Linked DNA regions of Zea mays: region 1 is linked to region 2. Evidence: chromatin contacts called from public Hi-C data. All regions are on one chromosome and are shown on one strand. The core of a region is the stretch at or near the end of the contact, and the rest is flanking DNA. Distances in the headings are between cores, read along the strand shown.

Region 1 (6,500 bases), core at 318-2,817, 180 kb before region 2:
AACTCATTCAGCATGGTCTCCAGAGGCCTGTCACTGATGAGTTCAATGTTCTGCCAGCCAATGATGCGCCCCATGGCAGCCCCATTTGGTTCTGTCCGAAGCTTTGCATAACGAGGAGTAACGTTGATAATTTTTTCAGCATCCAATGACACCTAAACATCATGGCAATGCAACAGTAATTAGCCACAATTTTAAGGGGGCAAAATAACCTACTGGGGTTGAAGTGATGACTGTTAGGGTGTCCTCCACGTTATCAGGAGCTAGGACAAAAGGATGGAGGGAAGAGTGATCAGGAGTTAGAGACAAAAGGATGTAGGGCACCTTCTACTCAGGATGTCAACCAATTGACTAATCTTGCCCTTAATCAAGGACAAAAAGGTATGGTGTTTTATCTGTTTGTATATTAATCTTACTCAAGAAAAGATAAGTGCATTATCTGTAGTTGTTAGAACTTGGATTACTAAGTGTGATGCAGTTTATATCCAGAATTCTCTTCATTAGTCTGTTATTTCTATCAACGACAACTGAAAGTCTAGTGCAGAGTGGGACCAACAAAATTAAAGTTATTACTGAGAAGGTCCAGTGCAGTATTGCAGACTCTTTTTTGTGCAACTAGTGAGAATACAAACGCTCATATGAAAAACTGGGCTATCCAACTCTATGAGCAGATCAACAAATTATCTGAAGTTCTGAACAATGTAATTTGCCAATAATGTAGAAAATGGTCAAACAGTCGGTTGCCAGTTCTTACTTGGGTACCACATAGGATCTGTCCCGGAACCAATGAAAGTAACGTGAACAACACGTCCATGGTTCGAAGATCTGATTTCATTAACCAAACACATACCGCAACAGCCGATTGCTGGACATCAGCATAAGAGCTACAAGTTCTCAACGACCTGAAATCGGTCCCCCACGGCCCCACTGCATCTGCAGCCCGTTCACGCGCACGGAGAGGTCCGGCTCGCCGGCGGAGGCCGTGGCGCGGACGTACGTCGCGCGCTGCCGCCCGGGGAGCACCCGGCGTCGCTGCAGCTTTGAGGCGGCCGACGGGCTCCTCTGTTTTGGTAAGAATCTGAGGGAGTATCACGGATGAGGAGATCGCGGCGGTGTTCGTCCGTACCTGCGAAGCCGCCGGTGTGGGGAGGAGAGGGAGCGACGGCGGCGCAGTGGGTGCGCGAGAACCCTAGCGACGGAACCGAAGCGTTCGCAAGAAGCCAACTGATGGCCGCTTCTCGGGCACCGTAGGCGGCTCGCTTCTATTCGAAGCGCTGCGAGGAAAAGCCGCCCGAGAAGCTGGCCGTTTGGTTACAGCTTCAGCTTCTGGCGGCCAGAAGCCGTCCAGAAGCCGAACCAAACAGGGACATTGTCTCCTTGCTAAAATCCAATAGCCCTCAGTCATTCTATTTTCTTAGAGTAAGCAACAGGATGTCTATCATGATTGCACTGCAGCAGGCTTTTCCACATGTCTCCATCTGAATCTCGTGCACCTTGTCGTGGTCAACGTCGGCACCTCCGCTACCACGCCACACGTGACTTGACCATCGGACACGACACAACATCGTGATTCTCTCCCACTTGGCTCTACCCACATCGCGACATCGGGAGGATGACTTGCCTCAGATTTTAGCGCCATCACCAGCCTGTTCGCTAAACGAAAGCCAAGCACGCATGTGAATCGTACCTATCGGGACACGTGCTTGCACAAGCTCGCCTCACCATCGTGAACACCATAGCTACTCCTACCATGACTAGAGATGACAATGGGTATCCGCTACCCGAAATCCGGTGGATTTTTGCTCTATTAGGGTATGGGTTTAGGTCAATTTCTCTACTCATGGGTTTATTAATGGGTTCAAATAGAAACCCAACGGGTACGTGGGCATGGATTTGTTCTTCCACTACCCATACCCGCAAACCCATGGATTTTTAAAACCTGCCTTAAAATCAACATTCTTTGTAAATATGTCTCATAATATTATTAATTGAATATGTTCTAATTGAAATAAACTTTATGTAACAAATTTTAGGCTAAATTAGTTATCACTTGTTCCTTTTATGCTAGCTTATTAATGTATTGATTGTCATTTACATGATGAATTATTTTTTATGTTGATGTTAGTGGGTATGGGAAACCCGTTGGGTACCCGAAACCTGCATGGGTATGGGTTTGGGCAAAATTTTATACCCGTCATGAGTATGGATTTTTTAGCGGGCGTATTTTTTCTTCGCGTGTATGGGTTTGAGCAAGTAATACCCAGCGGGTTTTTACCCATTACCATCTGTAACCATGACAGCCTATAAAAGAAACCTCGGACAACATCATGACACCATGCACTTCCTCGAGCTCGAGCTGCTATTGCCTTCCGTCGATCTGCTGCTCAGCACCCCTGAGGCAAGCTGAGCCTTAGGTAAGTCGTAAGCACCTCCTTCACCTCTGGAGTATCCTCCACCAGTCCCATCATTATTTACCTTGATGTTTCAAGCCGTCGTCGAGCCCATCTTCCAATGGTTGCACCTTTCACCTTGATAGCTCTCCCGTCGACCAATCCCCCAAAAGCTCACCCCGACCGGACAAGCCTCGGGTTAGATACACCTTTTCTTTTCTTCCTAGCAGCCCTCACACCTCTCTCATGTTTGTATTTGAGTTTTCAATGACCTATGCGAGGGAACAGAGGCGAGGAAGAAGACCTTCCATGAGCGTGTATTCTATCCCTTGTATTATGTCTCTTAGATGTTGACTGGTCACAACCCTCTTGTAAGCCCCACCGTAAGCCAAAGGCCAGGTATGGAGCTCAAACTACAACCCACCCACATCTCATGCAAGCAAGCTAAGCCATTGACCCAAGTCTTTTCTTTCTTTATTTATTTTCATAATTAGTTTAATCACAAAATGTAACACTTATAATTTCTACATACTAACTCTAATTAATTTGATTCCGTCACCATTTTTAAGAAAATCAAACTCTACATATTGTAAGTTTTCTAAAATTAAACTCTACATATAGATTACTAAAAATATACAACACTATGTGATAGGTTAATTGTGCGTGTGCTCGTTGGCGACTGTTGGAATAGAGCTGATTCTAGAGGAGACCAGCCAGAGCTCGCCGACCAGGAGCCCGACGTCGAGGAGGAGTACGCAAGTGAAGGCAAGTCTCATCGACTTCTTACTTTAATAATGATCGATCACAAGTGAGGTTGATTAATAAAAATAGTTAGACACAGGCTGGATGGAATATTGCACCTTAAGTAGAGTGGATGAGTGAAACCCTGCTTCTTGCCATGATTGCATATCAATGTCCCTGCATGTAGGGTAGGATATCAAGCCAACTCGACTAAGTTCGGCTCGTTAAGCTAAGGAGCCACAGAGTCAACTCGGCTGGGCTCGTTAGCTCACGAACCAGAGCAGATAAAAAAATCAATATGTATATAATAATCGATTTCTAGTTAATTTCAAACCAATTTAACAATAGAAAATAGTATTTATACTAATAATTTCATAGATGAAAGGATCACAATGCCCAAGAGGGGGGTGAATTGGGCTTTTCTAAAAATCAACAATAATTAAACCCTAAGCAGGAGTCCAACTTCACCCAACTTCTAGCAATAAGAGAATACTACTAGAAAGACAACAATACTAAGACATTACTTCAACTACTTGCTAAACAATTAAACAAGGTAAGTTGCTTGAATTAAATGCATAATGTAAAAGCAAGGTTGAGAAGACTCCTCTAATTTTTTGCCGAGGTATCGAAGAGTCGGTACTCTTCCCTAGTCCTCGTTGGAGCACCCGTGCAAGGGTATCGCTCAACCTTGGTCCTCGCAAGAACTAAGTGCTCACTATGAGGTGATCCTTTGCCACTCCGGCGCGGTGAATCCCTCACGATGGCTTACAATCTTAAGCCGAGTCACTAACAAATCCTCTGAGGTGATCACCGTGCTCCAAACGCCACTAAGTCGTCTAGGTGATGCCGATCACCAAGAGTAACAAGCCATAGACTTTCACCTGACCAAGAGAAGCCTAATGCATGTGGTGTGTGCTCTAGGTGGCACTCACTTAGAGATGGCAATGGGTACCCACGACCCGATACCCGATGGGTATTTACTCTATTAGGGTATGTATGTGGGCTAAATATTCTACCCGTGGGTCTGTTATTGGGCAAAAATCTTCACCCAATGGGTAAACGGGTATTAGAATGTTCCTCCTTCACCCATACTCGTTAACCCGTGGGTATAAAATACCCAATATAAACTTAGCCCAAGCATGAACTTGGACTTTAGTCACCCATCCTTTTTACTATTTAACACGACAATTTAATGGCCATGTAATGGAACATATAATGTGCTATGTAGTACTATCCTAGTGTTACTACTTTATCCAATTATCTTTGGTGTGTTGAATGGATGGTTAAATGATGCTAGAAATTTTGTAATGGTATTTAGATGGATATACTTGACATTTGTATAATATAATATTTTGATAAATGTTTAATTTTTGTGGGTATGGGTGACCCGATGGGTAACCCATACCCACATGGGTATGGGGGTAAATTCATACCGGCCAATGTATATGGGTGATCCGATGGGGTTATTTTTGTGTCGTGGGTATGGGTATGGGGTAGTAATACCCGGTGGGTATTTATCCATTGCCATCTCTACTCTCACTTGCACTAATGAGGTCCTAACACGAGATTAAGATTTTCTAATCACCTCACTATGCTTTGTGGTGCTTGCAATGTTCTAGCAATGTATGGTCATCAATGTGGGCAGCAAGACACTCAATATGGTAGGTGGAGGGGGTATAAATAGCCCCACCGACCAAACTAGCCGTTACCAGACTCTTCTGCGCATGGGCGCACCAGACAGTCTGGTGCGCCACCGGTGCGCCAACGGTCATCTCCAACGGCTAGTTCTGATAGCTAGTCGTTGGGCTGATGGCGTACCGGACAGTGAACAGTACATGTATGGTGCACACCGGACAGTCCGATGTGGTGGCTAAAATTCCTTTTCCCAACTCGTTGCTCTCAGGTTTTTCTCGAGGGAGAGGCTCTGCCCCCGGGCCTGACTGGCCCCACTGTCAAGGGGCGCACCGGACAGTCCGTTGCCCCTAAGACAGAAACCCTAACTTTTTTTCCTTCTGTTTTTCGAATCCGTTTTCATTCTAACTCATGAGTGTGTTATTTAGTGACACCTAGCACTAGATGTGAGTGTGAATATGCACCAACACTAAACTAGAATTCTCTTGGTCAAACTACTCATCCACAACCCCTCTTTATAGTACGACTAAAATAAAATAGAAGACGTTATTCTATACCGAGTGTCCGCAACTCCTTCGACACTCGGAATACGAAGACCTTCATCTTTTGATTCGTCGTTTTAGCCATCGCTTCAAATTCTCATCTCAGGGATTGTTTTCACCGTTGTAGTACAATTTCCTGTAATGCGACCGAACTTACCATTTCCTCTACAAAACACACGTTAGTTACATATAATATTACGTTGTCATTAATCACTAAAACCAACCAGGGGCCTAGATGCTTTCAATAGACTACATCAATGTAACACCAAATTGACACAACTCATCAATTCACAATTCATACACATGTTCATCAGTTTAACCTATAGTTATATTCGCACAGACCGATTTAACACATAAACACAGTTCATCAATCATTAGTTTAACTCATAGGCCATAGACACCACACATACATATAACATGTTCATCAATTGTTATATAAATGATATGCATATAGTTTCAATTTGCTAAAATATGATAGCTCATTTAGCTCGCAAGCTGGCTCGTTAACAAACCGAGTTGTCTCGTTAACGAACTGAGCTAGGATGTCAGGTCAGGTCAGCTCTTGAAAAAAATCAAATGAGCTGATTCGAGTCGAGCTGAGTTGTCCACAAACCGAGCGAGCCATGAGTATTTTGTCTAGCTCTACCCGCATGCATATTTATAATACACATTGTCACATTAACAACACATATGATAAATGATGTGAGGGCAATATTGTATGTTGGTGCTTGCGATGCTGTGGTGGTAGAGAGGCAACCGAGCTACGTCGTGGTGGCATCTCGAGTTGTTGTTGATATGCTTGTGGTTATAACGTGTAACCTCTACAGAGCATATAATCCATTCAAATGGTTTGTGTCCTTGGTATAGAACATGTTATGGTGTGGATATTCCAACTAGTTGAGCTACCTATTGACTATGGGTGGTGTTTATAGGCTTTAACTTTAGTTTGCACTCGTTAATCACTACTAGCTTTAACATCTGTCAATTGATCATGCATATGTAATGTAACTCCTTCACTGTAAGGGCAAGGTGGGACTTGCTTAGTACCTTTGTGCACACCCATTGATGATTTGTTGTAGAGGATCCTGACTTTGTGCTCGATGAGCATCACGTTCCTACACCTGAATTTCCTATGGTGTCGTTATGTTGTAGCAAACACCATGTTTGATGAGGAGCTCACATTTGTGTTCTTCACCAC
Region 2 (6,711 bases), core at 2,730-5,229:
CTTCAACGGCCTTTGGTCTCCATTTCTTTTGTGGTGGCAGGTACTGTGGATGTGTGTCATTGAATATCTTTTCCGCCTCCTTTTCCTGGTTCTCTTTTGCCCTTAGGCGCTATAATTTTCACTTTTGGGATCGTGTCAATCCCAACGGGCACCATCGAGGCATAGAGTATTTTGGATCGGCTGTTTTGATGGTAACCGTATCCTCTTTTTTGGTTGTGTTGGCCGATTCATCGAAAATCATCGGCCCTTCATTATTTTCCTGTATGATGACATCTGCAATACCTATTTTGATGATGTCCTTTTTTGTCGTTCTTTTGGTCGCTGCAGGTATATGCCCCCCTGCCGGATTGGTCGTCCTTTGAGGCCGAGTAGTCCAGCAATCTTGTTGGGCCTGTACTTGTTGATCGGATTGGGCGGCGCTCAATCAGTCTTGTACTGGAGGTGCCAACCTATTGAATATAGATGTTTGGGGTGCCCCCCAAGTGGGGCACTGTGGCATCCCAAATGGATATGGTGGCATACCCCACATTTGATTTGGTGGAGGTATGTACGTGTATGGATATGTCATAGGTGGATATGAGGATGGTGGTGTCCATGCAGGTATGTTAGGTCTTAATTGGACAATATGACCTTCCATTTCTTCTGAATGGTGAGGTGGTCCAATCGGTCTTACCTGACGTTGCTCACGAACGGGTGAGCGAGGTTGCTTCGCTGGCCGGTCACTGGGCCGGCCTTCTTTTTCACATATTTGGATAATAATTGATCAAAAGTCGGACCGGATTTGACCAGCCGACCAGCTGCTTTAAATGTATTTGTTTTCCACGTACCTATCTCTGGTCGTCGCGGTTTGAACGTACGTGGTCGTTGCGGGCCCTGAATGTAGCCGGAGTGTCCGCTGGAATTCTTCTGACCGTCCGGAGAAGCTTTGGACTGTCCGTGCCTCGATGTCAGACTGTTCGTGATGTGCAGCACAGGTTCCCGCGCCTGTCCCCAAGTCCGTGCTTGCCCCTCAGTGCCAGCGGTTGTGATGGTCACTTTCAGGGTTTCTCCTCCATCAGGAGTTTTTTCAGCCACCACTTTCCTGCAAGAAACTTTATTACTTGCATCGGCCTCCCGTGCGTTGCCGATGATGGTTTCTTTGTCTTTTCCTTATTGGTCGCGCTGGGCCGAATTAGGACCTTTTTGCCCTCGAAGTCGATCATGTTCATTGGAAAGGACTCCGTGTCTACCTGCATTTCCTAAAATTTTAATCGTCCTTCGTTAATGGCCGATTGAATCTGTCGATGGAATACATTACAATCATTAGTGGCATGAGAAAATGAGTTATGCCACTTGCAGTATGCACGACGTTTCAGTTCGTCGGCGGATGGAACATTATGATTTATTTTAATGTTGCTATTTTTAAGTAATTCATCGAATATCTTGTCACATTTGCCAACATTAAATGTAAATTTAACCTCCTCTTGCCGTTTCTTTTGAACCGACTGTAAGGAGGAACAAGCCGAGGATTTGGCCAAACCATTTCAGCAGCATACACTTCCGTTGATTCGTCGTCCGAGCTATTTTGGTCGCATTCTACTATATGGACATTATGACGAATATTTTTGGTAGCTTCTTTGCTTCAGCTTTCACAGGCCAAAGCTCTTTGGTGTAATTGTGCTAGTGTGAAAAATTGGATGCCCTCTAATCTTTTTTTTAAATAATATCGCAACCAATTAAAGGCTAATCCTGCTATTTGTTTTTCTGATAAATGAATTTGGAAGCATCAGTTTCTTGTATCCTGGAACCTCTGGATGTATTCATTAACCGATTCATCCTTCACTTGCCGCAGGGCCACTAGGTCTACCAAATCTAACTCATAGTCACCGGAGAAAAAGTGGTCATGAAATTTTTGTTCTGAATCCCCCCATGATGAAATAGAATTAGGAGGCAGTGTGGCGTACCATGCGAATGTCGTTCCTGTCAAGGATAACGAAAATAAACGTACGCGGAATGCTTCTGTGTCGGCCAATTCTCCTAATTGTGCTAGAAACTGGCCAATATGCTCACGTGTGCTTTTTCCTTGATCACCCAAAAATTTTGCGAATTCGGGTATCCTGGTTCCCTGTGGGTATGGGTGATGATCAAATCGGCTGTCATAAGGTTTCCGATATGATTGCCCCTAGGGACCATGCTTACTCCGAGCTTATCTCGGAACGCCCCGGCTATTTCTTCCCTTACTATATCAATGGCAGCCAGTGCGAGACCACCGGCTCTCTGGTCAACCATAGGTGGGATTGACTGGATATTAGCATGTTGTCTTCCCCCATTGGTTTGAGTTATATGGTGCATTACTATTTGCCTATATGGTTCATAGGATTGACTGTTCCTTTCCGGCCTTCTAGGCGGGGCCGGAAAGTATTCGTTCCCATGGGCCGGAGGATCCGTGTCAATGGGCTGGTGCATTGTGTAGTGTGAGGGAAGGTGTTGCTGGGACGGATGAGGATTCAAGTAGCAATCCTCCTCAAAAAACTCTGCTCCAGACCGTCCGGTTGGATATGCGGACCGTCCGACGGTATGCGTGGACTGTCCGGGTATGTGCCCGGACCGTCCGTGATTGTACGCGGACCGTCCGTCACTATATGCAGACGGTCTGACTGGGTAATTTAGATTCTGCGTAGTACGTTGTGGCTCGGGCGCATGTCTGGGTAATTCATTAAAAATGGGCCCGACCGTTGCTGGCCCGGACGGTCTGCGCTCACGTGCGGACGGTCCGGTCTTGTGCAGATCAGCTAATTTATTGTCGATGTGCGTAGGAGGATGGGGTTGCCCAGGGCATGTGTTTATCGGCATCCCATACAGGGTTTGTAACTGGTCGTGACAACTTGTAGCTGATGAATTACACGTGTTTTCCCCAAATTCAACCTCGTGCGATGGAAAATTTGCAATAGTAGATTTATCAAACACACGTACTAGCCTCCTATAATCATTTTGCATACCCCCTATAATATTTTGCATTTGTTTTTACTGTTCATCTACATAATTTTTAAGAGATTGTAGCTCGTTTGTGTTGCTTACCTCAGGGGTAGTCGTAGTAGGTCGAAGCGAAGCCAGATCCGTCGCCCGTTGCCAAACGACCTTGTTGTTCCTGTCCACTTTGAAGTTGGCCAGGAACTTCGCCTTTGCCTCTTGGATCAGCTGCTCCTTGTGCTCCTCGAACTGGAGCTGTTCGTCAGCCGGCAAGGTTTCCCAAGTCGGCTCTATGATATTGCTGGGGAGACTTCAGAGTTATACCTTGAACCGACCATTGAGGACCGATTTGATAGGTCTATATGTGTTGTCCCCAGCGGAGTCGCCAAAAAGTGTGTTGGTGCCTTTTTGGAGCGCCAATCACTAAACAAGAACCGACAGCGGTGCTCTCTGCACAGGGGCGGACGGTCCGCGGCCAGGGGCCGGACGGTCCGCGGCCTAGTGTAGGGCTTAGGTTTTCCTGCCTGACGGCCGGACGATCCGTGCCCTGGGGCCGGACGGTCCGCGCGTGCACAGGGGGCGGCGAAGGTTGCCGGCGGCGCCTGGATCTCGCTCTCGGGAGGGACCCTGTCGGGGAGGAGAGATCCTATGTGATGTTTAGGCTCGAGCAGACCGACTTAGACTCCTTTAATCGACGTAAAGCCGAAGAGAAGCGGAGAATTTGGGGATTGAGATGCTAAACTAGAACTAGACTAAAACTACTCGTAATTGTACAGAAAATAAATGCGAGATAAAAGTGTTATTGATTCGATTGATGATTACAAATCGGCCGTATTACTCTGCTTTTATAAAGGAGGAGGGCTGGACCCGTTACAAACAAACTCCTCAAGTTAATTTCGTGAATTTCGTCAACAAACACAGTAAGAAACTCAGAAACCTGTTCTACGCGCATGGACCGTCCAGCCCCAATGACAGACCGTCTGTACCGCGGAGCGTCCGGGCCCAGTGACAGACCGTCCGGCCGCCTATTCTGCGGCTCAACAGCCGCGCTCCGATCGCTGCCGCGACGTGCGTGTGGTCCGCTGTCAAAAGGGACCCTCCCTACTCAAGTGCCAACAGGTTTCACGGCGCTCGCTTGCCTAACAGCCCTTCCCTCCCTCAAACGCTGTCGGGAGCCTCATCCCCACTACCTCATGCATTCCAACCAAACAATCGCCACCACTGAGCCGTTCCAGCTATTCAGGAAGGAACACATCTGATATATAGTGCCATTTTTTCCTTTACTTTGTCGCCACACCTATTTTTTATACTTCTGTAGTTCTGTTGATGTATTTGATACTCTAGAAAAGAGCTCGTATCTTCGCTCCAAAACTTGAAGAAAGTCTATCTAGGTTTATCCAAACTCTGATTTTTTACCTTTAAATCTATAAAAGATAAAAATATATTATCTCATACAACAAAAGTTACTTATTACGAAAAGTAATTTAGTAATGTCAAATTTGTGTTGTAAATCCATATAAAATATTATATACATGTGTTGATTTGGTTCCTGTTGGTCAGCTGGACTCTAGGGATTCTTTTGGGCTGGAGGGGGAGCTGCCCCCGAGTGGGTCTTTAAATGATTGTTTGAATGAATGTCTGGCGCCATTTTCTGTCCAGGGGATTGGTCTGGGCGTGTGTGTTGGTCCAATATCTGTGCAACCTGTTCTGGGAATATTGTTTCGGGGGCTTTTTCTGTCAGGTTGGATGACGCTTCTCAGTTGGCTAATCCTGATGAGCGCTATGTATATGCAGAGGAACCACTGAACAGACTGTCTCTGGGATTAATCCTTCGGGTGCGGATGGAGAGCTAAGCCTCCTGTTTTCAAAGTGTACTCCAGGAGGAGGAGGATCCATGTGCACCCAGATCAGGTGGATAATTCTATGCTATCAGCTTCGCTGCAAGAGTTCAAGAATTGTGTCACTAAAGCCATTGATGAGTTGCTGGTTTGCTGCCCGCTCCTCGGTCTACCAAACACAGGAAGAGGAGAACATTGCCGAGTAATTTTCAACCTAGAAGAAGCAGGAGAGTGGCTAATGCTGTGTTTGGATCCACCCTAGTTTCCTAAAAACTGGTTTCTACAAACTGGCTTTAAAAAAAAACTAGGAAAAAGTGTTTGGATCCACCTAGTTTCTTAGAAACTAGTTTTAGCTAGTGGAGTGCAGCTTCTTGTTTTTTAAGAAACTGAGAAACCGGTTTTTAGAAACTGAATTAAAAAATTGGCTTGTTGTGTCTAGTTTAAAAACCATTTTCTAAGAAACTAGGTGGATCCAAATAGAGCCTAAGTTTCCTCCAGAGCTAGGATCCAGCGCTGCTGCCCAGGTTTGCAGACATTTGGGGTTCTGTTATGATAATGAGAACATCTTCAAGGATGCCAGTAATTTTGTAAAGCTTTTTGTTACTGGACTCTCAAGTGATCACATTGCTACACTGGCGGTGTTGTTTGGCTGGGAGGTGCCTCAAGAGGGCATGACTAGGCCATTGTGTTGTATGGTCTTTTGGTAATCTTTTCTATGTCCATGGATGTCGACTGCTTTCTTATTTGGAATGTAAGAGGCTTTAACAGGCGTGCTAAGAGAGATTTTGTTAAATCTCTGGTTGTTGACATTAGGCCTTCCATTGTTTGCCTACAAGAAACCAAATTATGCTCCATTTCGGAATTTGATATTCTTTCTTTTCTTGGATCTGGGTTTAGTAACTTTGCTTTCAGCCTAGCTCAAGGAACCAGGGGAGGTGTGTGTGTTGATAGCTTGGCGCGATGGTTTCTTTGTATCTGTTGCATCTGTTATCAAGAATTATTCTCTTTCAATTCAATTTCAAGAGGAGTCCGGTGTTCCTTGGTGGTTCACAGGTGTGTATGGGCCTCATTAGGTCAGTCTCAAGTTTTATTTCCTTTAGGAATTACGTGAGGTCAAGGATGAGTTTGATGGGTTGTGGATCATATGTGGTCAATTTAATCTGATATATAGGTTAGAGGATAAGAACAATTCCAATAGTAGCAGGACTCTATTGGAAAATTTTAGAAGCCTAATCAATTCCTTGGACCTAATGGAAATCTCGTTGCTTGGAAGGAAATTCACCTAGTCGAATCAGACGGAGGATCCCACCCTTGTCAAGCTTGATCATATGTTCTGCACAACTAGTTGGGAGGATTCTTTTCTAGATCCCACCTCCTAGAACCAACCTGTCAGGTACCATAATTAGGGTATCCAGGGTACATCCCTATGGGCTGATTTGGTGACCAGGTATCACGAGAGGATCTATGGGGAAGGAATCCTCATGTTATTCAATTTTGAATAGCAAGGGAATTCCTTCCCCATGGATCCCTGATCACCACAGCAGCCCTAAACGTATCTAGACACCCGAGTAAAAAGGGATCACAGAACAAACACGCTCCCAACATTCTAAGGCCATGTGGGACCTGAATCATGATTCACCCGAGGCACCGCGCGTCGCTTGCGCAACTACGCTTCACCCGAGCCCAACCTCGGGCGAACAATACACCTGCGTGGGGTTCGTGACTCACCAGAGGACACCTTCGGGCGGGTTTTGCATGTTCGCCTCACCCAAGAGCATCTCGAGCGAGGTCCCAGCATGAGCCCGACCTCGGCCAACTTCTCAGACCCTAGAACATGTGCATTTAATACAGTCTATACAACCACCTACACCACCACGGGCACCAAAGTCAATAAAGGGTGACACGACCCTAGTCTAATCTACTT

The links. Hi-C and Micro-C count contacts between places; a contact is called where the count stands out from the background.
Region 1: a contact with region 2 is called in a Hi-C map of ear, with 1.6 times the contacts expected there. The contact joins two enhancer-like sites. A contact is called at or near these places in 2 of 25 Hi-C or Micro-C datasets (ear and tassel).

What each region holds. Positions count from the first base shown.
Region 1 is chr1:108,911,963-108,918,462 of Zm-B73-REFERENCE-NAM-5.0, reverse strand. No RefSeq gene overlaps it. Among protein-coding and RNA genes, the nearest start is that of LOC100272722, 11 kb to the left of the region's middle. Within about 2 kb of position 1,567, at least 14 of the 20 cell types and tissues checked have an H3K27ac peak or open chromatin away from gene starts, as enhancers often do. A contact at or near this core is called in ear, where this site is marked.
Region 2 is chr1:108,738,804-108,745,514 of Zm-B73-REFERENCE-NAM-5.0, reverse strand. No RefSeq gene overlaps it. Among protein-coding and RNA genes, the nearest start is that of LOC103650819, 53 kb to the left of the region's middle. Within about 2 kb of position 3,979, at least 10 of the 20 cell types and tissues checked have an H3K27ac peak or open chromatin away from gene starts, as enhancers often do. A contact at or near this core is called in ear, where this site is marked.